Linked DNA regions of Rattus norvegicus: region 2 is linked to region 1. Evidence: chromatin contacts called from public Hi-C data. All regions are on one chromosome and are shown on one strand. The core of a region is the stretch at or near the end of the contact, and the rest is flanking DNA. Distances in the headings are between cores, read along the strand shown. Region 1 overlaps Ptpre (protein tyrosine phosphatase, receptor type, E). Region 2 overlaps Ptpre (protein tyrosine phosphatase, receptor type, E).

Region 1 (2,700 bases), core at 167-2,666:
GTCTCCACCTAGAGGAGGTTTCCATTCCTTACACTTTGGGTCCTTCCAAAGTGGGCTGGCAGTTGATGGGGATGCACCTTCTGAGAAAGAACGAGTAAGCTTCACTGGTCCTGTCTTCCTAAGTCACATCCACGTCATGATGCTTGGAATCTCCCTGCAAGACCCAGAGCTCAGCTCTGCGTTATTGGAAGTAAAAAATTGTGGTTTTGAGAGGTGATGGGGTTGGCCCATGGAGCCGTCTGTGCCTTAGCTGTGTGTGCTGTGGTCAGAAGGCAAATCCCAGTTGAACATCCTCAGTCTAGATGAGCTTGGGGCATGAGCAAGTACTGACAGATGAGGCAGAGGGTCCTTCTGTTTCTAATGACCTCATGCATCCAGTTTTGTCCAGGACGAGCCCAAGGAGGCAGCAAAGTTTATAAACCAGCTCTGGAGCCACTGTCCTGCTCAGGGATGGGACTCTTTGTAGCAAATGATTCTATGCTTGGGCCTCAGTTTCTTTATCTAGAGAACAGCTCCAGTAATGGATTCCTCCTGGGAGTCCTGAGAGGCTGAAGTGGCCCTCGTTGTGATACCTCTCCAAGGAGCTTGATGCGACCGTTCACACTGCTCTACCTTCGAGGACAGGAGCCCACAAGGAAGCAGCTCCTGGGGGAAAAGATAAAAATGGGGAAAAACAACAGTCAACAATAACACAGGTCCAAGCCATGACAGTGATTGTCGCTCTATCACTACCTGAAAAGTGTGTGTGCCCTGCACCAAGAGATGAGCAAATCATTAGCATTTGCCTGAAGCCGAGAGCATCCGTGCCTCTGAAGAGAATAGATCTGAACTGCCGTGCCCCTAAATTCCGGGGCAATCATAACTCTGTAGACAGATGTTGCAATATGGAAAACACTGGGCCTGTGCTTGCAAACAAGGGTTCCCCTAGCTTACTAATATGCAAAGAGGGCACCCCACAGTGAGCAGTTAGTGAAGTATCTTATGTATTTGGGTGGAGAGCAAGCAGGTGTCTTGCCTGGGAATGATTGCTAGAAATTACCCAACATTTAGAAAGTGTGTTGCTTGTCTGTTCGGGTTGACAAATGGATAGTGAGGCGATGTAAGCTTGGTGACACCGTTGCAAAGGTTCTTCTCCTTGTCTGGGCAGCTTGAACTTATGAGATAGGCAGAGATAGGCAGAGGAACATCTTTCCACACTCCTTTGTGTAGGGAGACTCCTCCTCTACATTCAGCCACTCTTTCCTGTTCTTCGGTGCATCAGAAGATGGAAAAGTAGCAGCTTTGCTGGTATCTACAAGGTAAACAAGAAAACTGTGAGACTTGGCAGTGCGAGATCTGTGCAATCTGCAGCCTTGGTGATTAGGAAACATGACACGCTCTCAGCACTCCACACCCCCTGGCAGCACAGTGTGGCTGTCTGATGGAATGCAGGCAAGCCTGAGGCATGGCTGGGGCACAGCCATCCCCCATTCATTGCCTGTGGTTCTCCAGATAGGGCCTTGGTTACTATTCTATTTCTAGCAGTGCCCTGCTGTTTAGCCAGTCTGTACATTCATGGGTATGGTGATTGGGCTTGAGAGTTACTACGACTGACAGTGGATAGCAATTCTTGCTTCCGCCAGAGGTCTTGACTCATTTACCAGTGCCTTCTGGGCAAACTGGAGTCCCAAGAGAAGACAGCCAGAACACAGCCAGAATGGAGGAACTTGGCCAGGTCTGATTATTCACAGTAAGATTTGTTCAAGGCCAATGTCCCCGGTATTTTCCCACATGGTGTTTTGTGTGCCTATGCTTCATGGAATCTTCAACTGTCATAAAAATGTTCGCATTTAAGATCTGTGATGCATATGAAAAATGTGTGCAAGAGTTTTAACATAAAATGCAAGCGCTTCCACAATTTTTAAAATCTTACCGCCCATTCAAAAGAAAAGTCTGGGGGCTGGGGATTTAGCTCAGTGGTAGAGCGCTTACCTAGGAAGCGCAAGGCCCTGGGTTCGGTCCCCAGCTCCGAAAAAAAAGAACCAAAAAAAAAGAAAGAAAGAAAGAAAGAAAAGTCTGTAGATAGATAAGCTACAGGCAGCAAAATGCTGCCCACAGGATTGCCCGAGATGCACGTGGGCCACTGGTGTATGGAAAGACACCAGTCTTTTGTCTGAGTTCAGAAGGATTGGCGAGCTCTGTCCACCTCAACAGCAACTGTAACTTTATCCTCAGCCAGCGCAGTTCTGTGGACTTCTAACACTACACTTGATTGTCCTTTTTATGAAGCTTGGCTGCACAGTAACTCCATTTGCTGGGTCCTTCTATCTCGGGAACCATCAGAGCCAAGCCTAGCTGCTGGTCACTTCCTTTGGGAGCGCTCTTCCTGGGCCTGACCTTGCCTGCCCCTCAGGCTTTCCTCAGGGTGGATTTCCCCTTTTCTGATGCGGTCACCAGCCTCTTTCCCAGAGTAAGCCAGGCTTCCTCTCTCTCTCTGTTCTGAATGGATGTAGCCTGCACCACCCAACATAGCTCTTCCTCTGAGGTGGGTCAGCTCAGACCTCTCTCAAAGACATATCCCTCCCCTGAGGAGAGATGTGGCCTCTCTGGCTCTTTTCAGGTATTTCTAGATGAAAAAAAGACAGTGGAACTGGGAGGAATTTTGAGAAATAAATCTGCCTGTAGCAGAATGTCATTCCAGGCTGTGGCAAGCAGCGCCCT
Region 2 (2,700 bases), core at 156-2,655, 69 kb after region 1:
TAGAAGCACTTGTTACACATAGGGGACTGTGCCCTCTGTAAATGAGAGAAAGCCTGCCAGACGCTGGTGGAAACGTCACTAAGGCCTGCATTTCTTTTGTAAGCATCAGCTTGTCAAGGAAGGATTTCTTTGTCTCCTGTCCCCTTCTCCTCAGCATAGAAGTTTTAGCCTTAGGAGCTCAAGAGTTGTTATGCCCCTAGGCACTGTGTCATATTCAGGCAGGAAGTGGACAAAGGACAGAGGAGGTTCTTCTTCCTGACCCCTCCCTCCCTTTCCTTCCTTCTCCCTGTCCCTCTTTTCCACGTAAGCACACGTGTGCTCACACTCACATTCCAGTTTAGCAGTGCTGGAGGGGACCTGTGACGCTGAGGGACCCAAGCGTGTGGTGGCTCGCAGCCACTATGAATGCAGAGCAAACATGGCCCTCTGCCGTCTTCCTGTGGTCCCGTTTTCTTTTGCCCATAAATCAGCATGGCCACCCGAACTCTGGCTGTATAGAAAGTTTCCAGGCTGCAGGGCCTGCCATGCGCCTGGGGGAAGGTATGATCCTTCCAAGGCTGAATTCGTGAACAAAGTTTAGATGGCTCCTTCACCCTAACCCTCCTCTCTGCATGCAGGCCCCAAGCAGGAGACAGTGAATGACTTCTGGAGAATGGTCTGGGAGCAAAGGTCAGCCACCATTGTCATGTTGACGAACCTGAAGGAAAGGAAGGAGGTAAGCCGTGGGGGGGGCACCCCACTTCCACCCCAGCACTGATCCTGAGGCCTTTCCTTGTGACACCCACCCATACTCACCAGGGAGGCCTGACTGCTTCCTCTGCCCAGGCACTTCTCATCTAACAGGGGGTGGCAAACAGCACTCAGGCCTTCCAGCACCCTATCTTGAAGTCAGTCCTCACCTCACTGTCCTCCTCCAACAATAAGGAATCAGGGGTTCCCCTCTTTGTCTGAGAATCATCATGGCCACCCATGGCTCTAACCCCCGCTGGAAAGGAACAGAATTCAGAGTGAAAGGTACTGGTGTGTTTTGTATGAGGTAGGCCTGACTGCCAATGAACACCACTGAGCAGGTCTTTCCTGGACTAGAGAGGTAGCCTCCAATAGGAGGCTCGTGGAAGACATGAGTGAATTTGAAGCATCAGCTAAGAATGAGAGGTACAGTTGCCTGGTCTCCTATCAAAGCAGACTCTGGTAGCATCTGCTGAGCCTGTGTCTCCATTCCTGTTCCCAGGAACTGGCCCAGATGCAGGCTAGAAGGGAGAGCAACAGAGCCCTGGGAAACTAGAAGCCTGGCAGACTTGTTCGCACGGAACTTGCACACACACTAGCCTGGCCCTAACAGTAACCCATGTGTCAAGGACATGGGCAGAGCCTACAGGATCTGGGTGGGACACCCATTCTTGGGGTGCACAGAAGAACAAGGACAGGACTCATACAACAGGTGGCAGAGTGCTCTTGTCCCCACTGGTGAGCTCCAAGCCCACCAGCACACGGAAAAGCCTCCAGTGGCCATTTTTAGTTTCTGATCTATCAGAGAGAGGAATGGCTCAGTTTAGTTGTTGAGACAACAATGGGGACAGATGGGGACTGCTTCTTCTTACAGGGAGGCTGACCCCCACCAGAGCCAGTGGGTCTCTGTGACCAACTGCCTACAGAGTCCAGGTTTCTAAGCAGAGGCAGAGAGACCCTGAGGACTTCTGTTCCCCTGTGTCCTGGTGGTTTCATCTATCTCAATCTCTCCTAGAGCCTCCTGCTATGTTTTTCTGATCCTGTGACTTGGGGTTGCCTGCTGGGTCTCTTTATTTCCACTACCTCAGATGGAGTCATTTCTCAAGAGAGTTCCCTTTCCTTGGTGGCTTGCATTGTGGTCTCCACGATGTCCACATCCTGGGCAGGGCATTGCAAAACTAGTTCGGCTGGCATCTGACGAACTGAGAGTGGGACAACCAAGAGCTCACTGGATCCTGAGACCCCCTTCCCTATCTTTGCAAGAGTTTTTCAGGGAAGAATTGCTTGAGAGCCATCAGAGCCCTAGACGATGCATGACTCACCCAAACCAGACCCTTTGAGTGTCACTACAGGCCGCATCCGATGCCCCAATGCTCTGTGACTGTGGTCAGCTTAGGTCAAGATACAGGTGATGTGTATCCTGTAGTGTTGTGACAAGGATGCTGGTCTCCATGGTGCTAGGTACCTTTCACTTGAGGAGCATATGGATACTGGAGAGCTGGCCAGTTTGCTGTGCCTTTCAACCGGTCATTTCTAGGACAAGCTGTGAGGTGCCTGGAAGGCCTGTTAAATTTCTCCGAGAAAGATTTCTCCGAGGAAGATTGTGTGGCTCTTTTCCCTGGGGGTGGGGGGTGACCGCCGTTCATTCGTAGGCTGTGCTGATGAACAGTTTACTGCCTGCTAAGCACCAAGGCTTCAGGAAACACAAAGGTGCCCAGGGCTTGTCTTCTGTAAAGAGCTGTGGCCTGCAGCACCTCAGGGGTTCCCCTGTTGGTGTGCTATACAGAGTGAGTGGCCTGACCCAAAGGAGAACAGAGAGCTGGGCCCCAGGGAAATGTCTAGGGAAGGCATTCTGAAAGTGTGGAGGCAAGGCTCACTTGAGACAGACGGTTGTTGGGGGCCAGGCCCCCTAACTCTAAAGTGGGTTCAGTATGGACAGCCATGGCTGGTGTAGTAGGGTGTGAGGGATGA

What was found. A called contact is a pair of places that touch in the nucleus more often than the background predicts.
Region 2: a contact with region 1 is called in a Hi-C map of the A7r5 cell line, with 3 times the contacts expected there. The contact joins two enhancer-like sites. A contact is called at or near these places in 2 of 12 Hi-C or Micro-C datasets (the A7r5 cell line and the Rat2 cell line).

The regions. Positions count from the first base shown.
Region 1 is chr1:199,831,240-199,833,939 of GRCr8, forward strand. The region is part of intron 1 of Ptpre (protein tyrosine phosphatase, receptor type, E); the gene reads left to right. Among named protein-coding and RNA genes, the nearest start is that of Ptpre, 58 kb to the left of the region's middle. Within about 2 kb of position 1,417, at least 20 of the 93 cell types and tissues checked have an H3K27ac peak or open chromatin away from gene starts, as enhancers often do.
Region 2 is chr1:199,900,121-199,902,820 of GRCr8, forward strand. Ptpre (protein tyrosine phosphatase, receptor type, E) reads left to right here. Exons shown (of 21, transcript NM_053767.2): 10 at 618-715. Among named protein-coding and RNA genes, the nearest start is that of Mki67, 51 kb to the right of the region's middle. Within about 2 kb of position 1,406, at least 3 of the 93 cell types and tissues checked have an H3K27ac peak or open chromatin away from gene starts, as enhancers often do.